2 separate regions of the Capsicum annuum genome follow, and region 1 is linked to region 2. A link is a contact called in public Hi-C data. All regions are on one chromosome and are shown on one strand. Each heading gives the region's core, a stretch centred on a gene start, on an enhancer-like site or on the middle of the called end of the contact. The rest is flanking DNA. Distances are from core to core; before and after follow the strand shown. Region 1 has its middle 11 kb from the start of LOC107848103. Region 2 has its middle 14 kb from the start of LOC124888797.

The links. Hi-C and Micro-C count contacts between places; a contact is called where the count stands out from the background.
Region 1: a Hi-C map of pericarp shows a contact between it and region 2, with 3 times the contacts expected there. The contact joins two enhancer-like sites. A contact is called at or near these places in 3 of 5 Hi-C or Micro-C datasets (leaf, pericarp and placenta).

The regions. Positions count from the first base shown.
Region 1 is chr11:19,660,453-19,666,997 of UCD10Xv1.1, reverse strand. No RefSeq gene overlaps it. Among protein-coding and RNA genes, the nearest start is that of LOC107848103, 11 kb to the left of the region's middle. Within about 2 kb of position 4,102, at least 3 of the 5 cell types and tissues checked have an H3K27ac peak or open chromatin away from gene starts, as enhancers often do. A contact at or near this core is called in leaf and pericarp, where this site is marked.
Region 2 is chr11:19,626,963-19,633,662 of UCD10Xv1.1, reverse strand. It overlaps the pseudogene LOC107846685. Among protein-coding and RNA genes, the nearest start is that of LOC124888797, 14 kb to the left of the region's middle. Within about 2 kb of position 5,067, at least 5 of the 5 cell types and tissues checked have an H3K27ac peak or open chromatin away from gene starts, as enhancers often do. A contact at or near this core is called in leaf and pericarp, where this site is marked.

The DNA.
Region 1 (6,545 bases), core at 2,853-5,352, 34 kb before region 2:
TTCAAAATCAAAAAGATATGAATAAAAGAACTAGTCGAAGGTGGTTCAATATCTATTATATATACATAAAAAATAATTTTAAAGATGTATAAATAGTATAATGTTCTATCGAAAGAGATTCGAATAAATCCCTCACTATTAGCTAGCTTCGCCTCTGTACATGGTGGGATAGCTAGTTAGAATTATGTAGACATTGATTATGCAAATTTATAAACTATAAGTCATAATAATTTTTAACCTGTAAGTCAAATATTATAAGTATATATTTTATTCACGAATAAATAATTTTTTATCCACCTACCAACTATTATATAAGTTATACATAATTTAATACACAAATAACTTATTTCATATTCCGCTACACAACCCCTAAGTTATCACAGATTTTAAGTTTTTATGCTCCTTTTATCACTAATAATATTAATCCATAACAAAAATTTAACAAAAGGAAGGAACTTCCTTTCAAAGGCAAAATCCTAGTTCTACCTTGGTGGTTGCTTTATGGGACGGCTTAATAGAATTGGTAATATAAAGTCGAATCATAAAAAAAAGTCTGAAACTTATTGTGTTAAATTACAAAGAAAATTTCAGAAAAAACGTAAAGTTATTTTTATGTGACCTGTATAAGTCATGGGTTTGAGACTGAGTCAAGAAAATACTCTTTAGTGCTTGCATTAGCATAAACCTCAAACATCACATTCCTTGAGGTGCGACTCTTTTCTGAACCCTATTAATACGAATATTTATGCATCAGATTGCTAATATTAATATTCATATACTAAAGAGACAAAAAAAACTTAATTTTAGATTCATGGATCAATCACACAAGTAAAGAGAAATAGCTCGCACAGGAAACTCGATGGACAAGTTAAATCTTTGAAACATAAGATAGAAGAAAATTTATCGTAATTTACTTACTCATTAGAATAACTTCAGCTAAGTAAAAAAAAGCATAAAATTTAAAATCTTTTGTTAATAATAATTTCATCAATTATATACTCTCTTTGTCTCAAATTGTATATCGAGAATTCTAAAATTAGTTATCTCAAACTATTTGTCACTTTAGAAATTCAATATAAAATTAATTATTTTTCTAATTTTATCTTTAATAGTAATTGTTCTTAAAGATTAACAAGCACCTCAAAATGATAAATAAATAATAGTATAAATATTCAATGAATCGAAATTATATCTTAAGATATAAATAACAATAAAATAATCAAGCATTTTTGATCAATCATTTCTTAAGAAGCGTGTAAAAAAAACATACTAAATAATTGAAGATGGAGAGAGTATCGTATAAAATAGAGTAGTAATACACAGAGGCGGAACCAAAATTTTACGCGCGGGCTCCGCCCTTGGTAATACATAGGAATAGTTATTATGGGGCCTTTAGTATGTTGGGGCTTGAAGCAGTAGTTTCAATGACTTTATCATTGAGCCGAACCTGATTGCTTTTAAACTTCTTGGATGGATTCCTTATGTTTGATCCATCTCAATCCCTAGTGACAGGAATTTAGCTCTAATCTAATCAAGGAGTTCACCTTGATGGTTGCTTACAAAAGGTGTAGATAAAAATCCTTAGAGGACGTAGCTGATACGAGCGGACTTTATTTGTAGAATTATACTGCATATATCATTTTTGTGGTTCTACTAGGCCCGACACATGCACTGTTTCTTCAATCTTGTCCACTTTTTTAACTCCCCTCTATTAAAATATCAAAAAAGTAGGCGAGCTAGTATTTTATAATTCGTGTTTGATCTCTTCTATCGTTGCCTAATTCGTTGTCACCTATGTTGGGAAAAGGTTTGATACCTCTGTAGAGAATTAAAAAAAAGGGCCAAAGAATCTTACTCCTAACCGTGCTTTTCGAAGCCATTTCACTACTTGACCATTTTGGCGAAATAAAATTTTAGAAATCTTGAATGTCATGGAGGATGCGAAGCGTCAACTAGTGATGGAACCAACATTTTAATTAAGGGGTTCAAAATAAAAAAATATGAACAAAAGAACTAGTTAAAGAAGATTCAACGTCTGTTATGTGTACATGAAAAATAATTTTAAATTTGTACAAAATAGTATAATTTTTCGACGATTCGAACCCCTCACTATTAGCTAACTCCTGACGTCAATCCCTATATTTTTTTGTTCTTGTTGAATTTGTCCTTAGGTTGACTCATATTATCCCAACTCTTTCAATTTGTATAATTTACCCCTCCACCCCAATCTGAGTTAGTATGCCCCCTCGATGTCCTATTAACCATCAATTTAATTCCGATTGGCACTAAAATTAGTGGGATTTTACAATAATATGGTATAATTTTACCTAAGAACTACGTGATTTAGGCTATTATATAATGTAAATATATGAAAACACGTGATTAGTGTATGGTCCAAAATATCTTCAAACACAGTGCTCCCCCAAAGTCCAAAGATTGTACTAACGGTGAGAGAATAAAGTGATTTAGGATGCTAATAATGAGCATATATGAAAACATGTGATTAGTGTAAGATCCAAAATATTTTCAAACACAACGCTTGACTAGAGTTTGACTATAGAAATTATTTATTTATTTATTTTTAAAGTAACTTTTATTCAGTATTTGATCATAAAAATCTCAAATTAAATTTGAAGCTGCATTTCAAATTTAAAATGTAGCTTATAACCTGTCTCTATTTCACTTATCATTTTTAAAACTATATTGAAACATAAACATCAATTAAAATAATTTTTTTAAAAAAATATAATTAAACATAATTTTATTTTCAACTCGAATTTTGATTTGTTGCAATTTTTGTGGGAGCGAATTAATGGAGCCAAAAGAACAGAGATATGGAAATTTTTTAGGGATGTCATATTCTTCGGACATCTTCACATGTGATTATTTTTTTCGCCGCATTTGTCGTTCGTCTTACTTGTCCTACTTCTCTTCTTATTCTATTTTATATTTACTTTACTAAAAATATAAATTATGTGATGTGAAAGATCAGAAGGAATAATTTTGTAAGAAATAAAAAGTTAAAACCAAAAAATTAATGAATCTTATCTTTGATTCGCTCCACATATAAAATTATAGTGGAAATGTTGTTATTATTGTTATTATTATTATTATATTTTTACCTTCAATACTATAAGTAAAGTTTAAATAATTTATCGTCTAGCTATCTTATAAGAAAATAATATAGGTAATATGATATGGCGAATGTCGAGTGTAATTAAGTTATGGTTTGAAAAGTGATAGTTTAGGCGTGATTTGATCACTAACTCAAAATAATAACATGTTCAGCAGATGTAGCGTACAAGTTCTGGTTTGTATTAAGACAGTAATTTTGGTTCAATGTATAAATAAATAAATAATTAACTATGTAATATAATCTAAATAGATCCTTATAATTCGACACTCTACCCGACTCTACACATAACAAAAGTTTTAGAGCTCGAATTGCCCTTTTAACTTAGTCAACATAAGTTGCATTGAAATCTCAAACTCGAACTCATAAAGTTTGATATTTTTTTTTAAATTAAAGGATTGTAATACTATCATTGGCAACAGATAGGAATTTGGCAAGTCACAAGCCCATAATAGAGGCCCTATATCTTCGTTCCTGGATTGATTTACTCAAAATATCCCCTTTTTACATAATTATACAGATTTTGTCCCTGATTTTAAAAGTTGGGTAAGTATACTTCTTCAAAATTTACCCTTCTTGATAAGATTACACTTGCTTCTAATGTTTTCTCATACAATTTTCAATCATATAGATAAAATAGTAGATCATTGTCTGACGACGTCTGAATATAAAATAGTAGATCATTGTCTGACGACGTCTGAATAACTTATAAAATCTAAAGTAATTATTTAACGTTCTCTAATAAGATTTTCAATTAGTTCAAACAAGATCTTTAGACTATGATCTCATATGATAGGTCTATATAAGTTAAACAAAATAAATAAATAAATAAAGGATCGTTTACCAAACAACTGTTCGAAAAAGGGATAATTGATGAAAAGTTTTGCTTTTCATGCTATATAAGGACTAAGCCTTCAGGACTATCAGAGCCCATAAGAGAATTTCACTGGGCTAATGCAATATGAACATTTATTTTTAGTGTATGCTTCTTCACTACTTGTACAAACTTTATACAGCTAAGCTGTATTGAGGGATCATTTCGCCATGCTTTATTAAGTTTGATGAAATTTATTTTATGAAGGAAGACAGTTTGCATCAAAATTATCTTTAACTTTTGATTCACGAAATAAATAACTTCCCATAGCAAAAATACTTAAGATTTATGGTGTTATCGAAAACTAGAATTGTATTTTTGAAAGCACATAACACATCCTTTTCAATTGTTTAGTTTTGTGCTAATGATCCAAGATATTCCAATTTGCATTTCTGAAAATGTAATAACTTATCTTATTGTAGAGAATAGCAAATTTGAAACCTATCAGCTAGCGTTCGATAAACATTTTGTTTTATGCATATTTCTCTTTATCGCTACCTAGATCTAAACAAGATTACTTAAACAACATTAAGAAAATAACATAAACATACGCCCTAACTTATATTTATACAAACCCCTACCATTACAAAGTAATTATAAAAATTCAACTAATTATGTACCTTCATTGGATGTATCGGGAGCTAATTATGTATCTCGACAAACCCAAAACCAAAAAAATGTATCGGAAGCTGATTATGTATCTTTGCACCGGAAAAATTGGATCTTTATTGTATGTATTATGTATCTCAACAGATCCAGGATCGAAAAAAATGTATCAAAAGTTAATTATGTATCTTTACAAAGGAAAAAATGTATCTTCGTTGGATATATCAGGAGCTAATTATGTATATCGACACATTCAAAATTGAAATTTACATTAATTGTGTAAAATATCAGGATTTTCTGTAATTAAGTTCCAAATTGTCGGAATTTACTTCCTCCGTTCATTTTTACTTGTCATATTTTCACTTGACACACTCATTAATAAAATGACTATTTTACCATAGTACCTCTGTTTAATTATATTTACATTGTGTCTTGAAATTAATTTGAAGAAAAATTAATTAATGCTAAGAGTAAAATAGGATATCGAATCAACCATTATCTTATCAGTTGGCTATCAGATTAGTACATTTAAAAATCAATAACCAACAAGCCAAACCGATAAGCATAATTATCTGCCCAATCCATCGATAAGCAATCTAACCAAAATCTTTTAATCTTGTGATCTTAAAAATGTCATGTAAAAAATCAAAATTAAGGAGTTCCCAAGAAAGGAAGGAGACATTCTCTACAACGAACGAACAGAAAAAAAAAGATTTGAAATTGATCCATAGTTAAAATGTTTAAAAATATTTCAAAATTATTAAACTACCTTTAACTAATATAATATAACAAATCAAACAAAAATTTAGAGTAACAAAAAAAATTACAAATGGACTCGAGCTTAGCACGGACCAATAGCACAGATTATAGGATACAAATTGGAGGAAATAACTCTCTACAAGTGTGTTGGTCCAACATGGAGCCTTGAATTTGTTGGGTCCATGTAACTGCTTATAGTTTGGGCCTACACAAATAGCTGTTCGAACAAGGTTAGAACTCCTATTCAAAAAATATCCAACTTTACAAACTGACTCTAAACAGTTTTTAACGTTTAATCGCTTTTGTTTGGCGTAAAGTATGAAGGTATAGTAGTTTCGAAATGATATACGATTATTTTATCTTGTATTTGATTGAAGATATTAGTCAACTTTGAGATTATTTATTCTATTATTTATATAAGGGATTACTTGTTTCTAACCAAACATCATTCCACCAATAATGATGAAAAGTAAGTTATATATACTTTGTAAAACCAATACGTGTAACTAATATTTCAAACTAAGAGAGAGTGTTTGAATTGACTTATTTCAATTGCTTTTAGTTTTTTATTTTTTGAGAATGTTTGAAAAAGAGAAAAAGCGAAGGGTAAAAACACTTGCATTATTCCGATATTTTGAGTTTCATGCATCAGTTATCAAGTGTGATTTTCTCAACTAAACTATCACCAATTATTTATCAAAAAACTTTCTCAATTATCAATTGCTTACTTTTCCTACCTGAACATTCACAGATATTGCAATACGAAACTCAAGAAATTTAAATACTTTAGATGTGTTTTGAATGTCATTTTCAAATAAAAATAAGAAATTGGTGTATATATGTTGGATATTTTATTTAAATTAAATTAATAAGTATAAGTATTTTAATAAAGAGATGCCTTTTTAGTGAAGAGGTATCTTTTATATGAAGAGGTGTCTCTTAGATAAAAAGTTGTGACTTTTATGAAAAAGTGTTTTTAGTGAAAGGTTGTGTCCTTTCATCCTTTGGGCACCAACAATGTTATTTAAATCCAACTCTATAGATTTCTATCATAATTTTTACAACATACTTTTTCAAAGCTTTTTCCAAAGGTTTTCTTCTTCCTCAAAGGATTGAGTCTTGACTTCTTGCTTTTCAGAAGAATTTCCTCACTATTTTCTTAGTTCAGAATTC
Region 2 (6,700 bases), core at 3,818-6,317:
CATTTTGGGGGCCCATTTTGACCCCAGACTAAAAATAGTCAATATGGGTGTCGTTGATTTTTTTTTACGCATAGATTTCATATTTGATGTTTTTAGTAGAGTTTGGGATTATTCGTGAAAAGTAAGGTCGCGGGTTCAAGTGTAGCGGACCGATTTCGGCTTTGGAGGTAGGTTATGACTAACCTCTTCAGACTGGGTTGGGTAGTAAATGATGGTACAAAATGCATGTTAAGGGTGAGAACTAATCATGAAAAATGACTATCTATGTGTTGTGCCCGTGTGGGGGCCTATATGTGATGTAATTGTCGAAATTGACATATTATATGATATGTTTGACCGTGTGGGATCCTATGTGATATTGATAGCCTTGAATACATGTGAATAATTGTATTATGTTGTTTAATGTGGTGCCATTGATGTATTGTGATTATATTCATACTTTATTTGCATATAAGCCATGTGGAAATTCATGGATGAAACGAAAATAATAAGTGGATATTGGCTCATGTGGTTGTGGGAATATATCATTGTGGTTGGTTGTGGAAATATATCATGTGATTGGTTGTGAGCATTACATCTTCATATCATACTCATTTATGAAACATTGGTACCACCGTGGCAACATCTGAGAAACACTGGCAACCCCTTTTTTAAAAAAATATTATAACACCTTATAAAATCCTTTTCGAGGGATATACCGGAAATGAGATATAAGATATGTGGATTGTATATGGGTTGAAGAATCCCCCATGGATCCTACATCGGGAAGCTTTAGCTCTGTAGGTGTATACGGGGATTGTGCGATGATTCCGGAAGTTGTGCGACGACCTCGTGCATCATCATCATCATCATCATCATTATCATCATATACATTGCACTTACTTTATTGTGTTTATATTGTGTTGTATTTCCTTATTGACTTGTCATCTATGTATTTGTTTTACCTTCCTTTACGTGTATTTGATGATCTTGTATCTACATGTTCTCTCTTGTTCTATTTATATGTGACATAATGTATACCTGTGTTCAATATCTTGATGTGTTGTTGTAATATATGTGAGATAAATTAGAACTGTTAGTGCAAGCGGTGTAGGCTACTGTTGTGGAATATTTTGGGATTGCAGGTGACGTGCCCTTAGTGTATAATTTGTATGCTTTATTTATTACTTTACTTGGTCGGACTATGATAACTATTGAGTACAAGTGAACCGTACTCATGCCTACTGCGCCCTTTCGGTGCAGGTCTTAGCTAGAGTGTGCCTCAGCTTGATTGACTCGGGCGATTGTTGGAGCTTCCAAGGTAGCGGTTGGACATTCATGCGTCCGAAGTTCACCTCTATCTTTTTATAGTTGTTATGTCTTTATTAGTATTCGGAGGCAGTTATTATTCCTTTGTGGTTATTTTTTTGATGCATTTGACTCTTGAGTTGTATTAGTAGTTCTTACACAATTAACACCTGGTTTTGGGCATGATTGGCATTTTGGATAAGTTCTTTTTGCATTGTTATGATTACTTATATGGTTCGGCTTTATTCTAGAAGCCTTACCGTGGGATATTTCTGTCTTTTCTTCTTTTCGTATCAGTTTGGGTGATAGACTTTCTTGTCAAGGTACGCCGCGACAAGTTCCATTATGACCCTCGTTTTTAGGTCATGACAGTGACTTTTATGCTCCTACCCCCACCCCTCTTCCCCCATCCCAAAAACACTCAAATTCACATTACTCAAAAAATTTTACATTTTTCAAAAAAAGTTTCACTGTGCTTTACTCCAATTTTTCACTGCTTGAAATAAAAAATAGTGAAGCCCAAATTTTTTTCTATTTTCAATGTTCTTTGAATGTACTATTATTTTCATGTGCATAGAGGAAGCCTTACCTATGTTACTTTTGCTAATTGTATATTCCATTTTGACGTTGTTGTAGCTTGTTTCACAAGGTTGAATAAGCTTGTCGTTCAATGGTATTTTTATTGATTGTAGTATTTTGAGATTGTCCCAACAAAATGTTGAAAAGTTCTCCTATGCTGAAAAGTTCTCCTATGCTTGCTAATTTGCTTAAAAATTAGTGACTTTTAACATTTTAGTACTCGATATTGATATTATCTACTATGCTTAAATTAGTTCTTACAAATTGTTGAGTTGCTAGAGGCAGTGATATACTAGCTAACAATTAGTAGTATTTTTTTAAAAATATTTTTTCACTCACCAACCGAACATTAGAAAATATTTTCTACTCACTAATCAAACATCATAAAATATTTTTCGAAAAATATTTTTCACTCACCAACCAAACATAAGAAAATAAATAGAAAATCAACTTATTTTCAAGTAAAACTTTTTCAGAAAAACATTTTTCATGGAAAATATTTTCCATCATACCAAACACACCCGTAATTAACTTGTGTTTTATCTATAATCTATATTTATAATTCTATATAATAAATTAAAAGTGTGAACGGTCTTAGAAATATTGTTTGAATTTTTTGCCCTTCATTAAAAGTCTTTGCTTCAGACAAAATCATCTTTTCATTACTTTTTTCTAATATTTAAGAGTTGAAAATTAATTAAATATATTCATGGTAAAACCTTTTCCTTATTAGAATTCATCAGAATTAATGATAACTTATACATTTTTCATTAGTTTAAGAATTCTAACAGCTAAATTTGATTTTAAGAAAATTTAAAAAATCTATGAATAAATATAAAAACATTAGATAAGAAAAATTTAAGATGTATCAAAAATTTTAAAAGTGTTAAGTATGTAATAAGAATGTAATCAATGATTTTGTTAAGATTTGACTTTAAGAGTAAGGAGAGATTTAAAATATAGAAGAAAAAAAATAATCATACCACAAATATGGTTCAAATTGATTCGTCTCTCTTAGCCTCTGACAGTAAGGGAAACAGGTATTGCATGACAAACGCAAAAGTGATGATCCATCAACTACTTGAAATTTCTGATGGCAAAATATATATATGCTTACACTAAAATATATATTTATGTTTACATTATTATATCAAAGTGTGAAGAATTTTTGACAAGTGATTTGATTTTTTTTACAGTTCATTAAAAATCTTCGCAGTAAATAAAATTATTTAATTTTAAATAATCAAAAGTTACACGTGTGAGGCACGTTCTGTTACACTAGTATTTTAAAAAATGGATGTCACACAAGTTAAATGCATTATCCTTTAGTTGATATTGTGTCTACCTAGTTTCCATGTAATTAAAGTCTACTTGGGAGTTTATTGTTGTTCATTGTATGGAACTCTAATTGTAGGTGCTTACCAGTGAAACTGTTGAGGGATCGTTTGGCATACGATCACAGAGTATCTACTTGAATTTAATGTTTGAATAATATGTGGATCATGATTAGTAAGTATTTGATTCAGAGTACAATATGCTGATACTATGCCTCTTAGTCCAATGAACAACAATAAACTTCCAAGTAGATTTTAATCTCATGGAGCAACTTAGAGTATCAACTAAAGGATAGCACACTTAATTTGTGGTTATCCATTTTTTAAAAAAATTAACCGAAGTTAACTTTGATCTGCTAAATTTTTTCACATATAGCGCACATTTTTTTGTGCTCAATGCCTATTTACGTCATCATTTAAAAATATTACATATTTCTGTCACTTTTTAAGTTTGATGACATATTTAGTTCTGGATTCCATGTGACAACAAAGGATTGGCCTTCTGAGTCAAAATCGTCGCACGGGGCTTTTCGAGTGTTGTTTATCTCTCCTATGTAGTTTGTGAGCTGTTAAACAGGAGTAGAGTTTACCTTGTGCACACCCAAAAAGTAGTGATTGTGGGTTCCCTCATCATTTTAAAAATTCAATTAAGATAAAAAAAGGAAATATAACTATTGTTCAAAGTTGAGGAAAACTTTATTTTTTAAGACAAAATTGAGAAAGGAAAATGATTTTCACCCAATAACTTCCGATAGCAGAAATACTTTAAGATTTATGGTGTAATCGAGAAAAAGAATTATATTTTTGAAAGCACATAACACATTCCTTTCAATTGTTTAGTTTTGTGCTAATGATCCAAGATATTCCAATTTTGCATTTCTGAAAATGTAATACTACAACTTATTTAAAGTGAATTTAATAACCCTTAAAAAAAAATAAAGAACCACACCTACAGTGGGAGGTGCTCTACACCACCTCCACGTGTCAGTTTTTATTCTTGTATATATTTTAATTTTTTTTCTTTTTCTTTTTTTCATCCGCCCGCTTTGGTGCTTCACCATATCGCCTGCGAAACTACGAAATCCACCACCAACTACTCCTCGCCACCATCCAAGCTCTCACTAACACCATCGTTGCAATCTTCAACTTCACAATACCCATCACCAAATGCAATTTCACCTTCACTTTCATCAATCCCACAATACTCTACTCGTCGCCAATATTAATTTCACCACCATTGCTTCAGCCACGATACTTATCTTGGAATTTCAAAAATGGTATCAAAACGACAGATGTTCCATCCTAAATCATTTTTACAATATAATGATTAAATGAACAAAAAATTAATTGCAAAGTTTTATCTTGAAATTTCGGTGGCCGTATTGAAACTGTTAAAAGGAATTTAAATGGCTGAAGCAATTAAAAAACTCGCACTTTCATCTCCACCTCCATCAATTCCACAACACCCATCATCGAAACCTTTTAATGTCACCAGCGTCAATACCCATCGTCTGACTCCATAAGACTAACAACAAACACATGTGGCATGACAATTGTATTTCTCCATAAACTGAACAACCTCTGTAAAGATTTAGCAATTAGGCTTTCTTTAACAACCATAATAGACACTTCCGGCAAGCTCTCCGTCCTATGCCCAAAAAAATAGTATTTTGCTATTCTTTATTCCGGTGGAATGGAAGAGTTGGAAGTCGGGATAGTGATGGAGGAAGAGAAACGGATAAGGTGGTTGTGGCTGGTGGCTGTACATGTGGTGGGTGGCATGGTGGTTGTAAAATTAAAGGAGGAGAATAATGGAGCAAGACCAAAAAACAAAGTAAAAATAAATAAATAAATAAATTGTGACCTGATAATTATTTATATTTTTTACCCTTCTCACGCGAGTTTGGAGAGTGATGACATTCTCCTGATTAGGGGATATATTAAATTTACTTGAAATGACTTTAGGGAGGATTTTATGATTTTCTCTAATTTTGGACTTAAAATGTAATAATTAATTACTTTATTTTTGCTCGTATAGATAATCAGTAATCAGATATATAATTTTAATTTATGAGATACGTTCATTTCTGTATAATATATTAACTAAATCAAAGAGAGAGATATAATTAAAATTATGTATTCGAAAATTTATGATTTTGTGGATGTATCCAATTATTTAAAAAAAAAAAAAGAAATTTTGGGTAATTAATAAAAAAATTAGAGATTTTATGTAGTTAATAAAGATAAGCTGTAGTATATGTAATTTTTTCTAATAAGTAGCTGTTCAAAGAAGGTCAAAATTCCTATTCGAAAAATATCCAACTTTACAAACCAACTTTTACAAAAAAATTTAACGTTTAATCGCTTTCGTTTGATGTGAAGTAAAATGTATAATAATTTTGAAATAATGTAGAATTATTTTATATTTATCTCATTATTTATATTAGGGATAACTTATTTCCAAGCATACGACTTAGTTTTTCTCTAAATAATAATGAAAAGTAAGATATACTTCAGTCAATATATGTAAGTGATATTTCAAACTAAGAGGGTGTTTGAATTAAATTATTTCAAGTGCTTTTAGTTCATCTTTAATTTTGAAAATGTTTTAAAATGAGAAAAAGTGAAGGGTTAAAACCCTTACACCATCCCGCTTTTTTTAGTAACATCAATTATTAGGTGTGTGCGCTTCTCAACTCAAATATCATAAATTATTTATCAAAACACTCATCCTCAATTATCAATTGCTCAATTTTTCTATCTAAATAATGTATTCAATTTTTTTAAAAAATAAATTAATAATTGGTGACAATTCAAATAAAAAATTCACACACCCGATACTTCAATACGAAACTCAAAAAATGGGAAATCGGTATACACTCTACTATATAATAAGTCACAATAAGCAGCTGAAGCAGTCTGCTCATGGTCGACATGTCTGCTTCAATCGTGATTTTACTATATTATCTCTAAATAATTATTATAAAGTCATTGACGTATTAAAAAAATTAATAATAATTAATAAAAAATTAAAATAAACATTAATTATGACATGACTGCTTCAGCCGTAATTTTACTATATCACTCATAATTAATTATTAAAAGTCATTTAAGTATTAAAAATTAATAATATTTAATAAAAAGGATAAAATAGACATATAATGATAAATTATTTTTTGATGGTTTAAATTAACTTGACGTCCTATATGAGACCACTTAAAAAAAATTCACAAGTATTTGTTATAATAATTTTACTATGTCACTTCTAATTAGTAGAATAGAAGAAAAAATATTATAAATCACAATAATTAAAAACTTAAATAATTTTAAAAATATAATTGATTATTAATGCCATAAAAGTTTGAACAACTTAAAATATTATTATAAATTTCATTACTCTCAATATAATAATATATGCCTAACTTAAAATTTATTAATGTGATAAGGCGATGGTTGTAAAACTTGCCTACAAAACACAAGCACAAAAAACTTAGTATGAA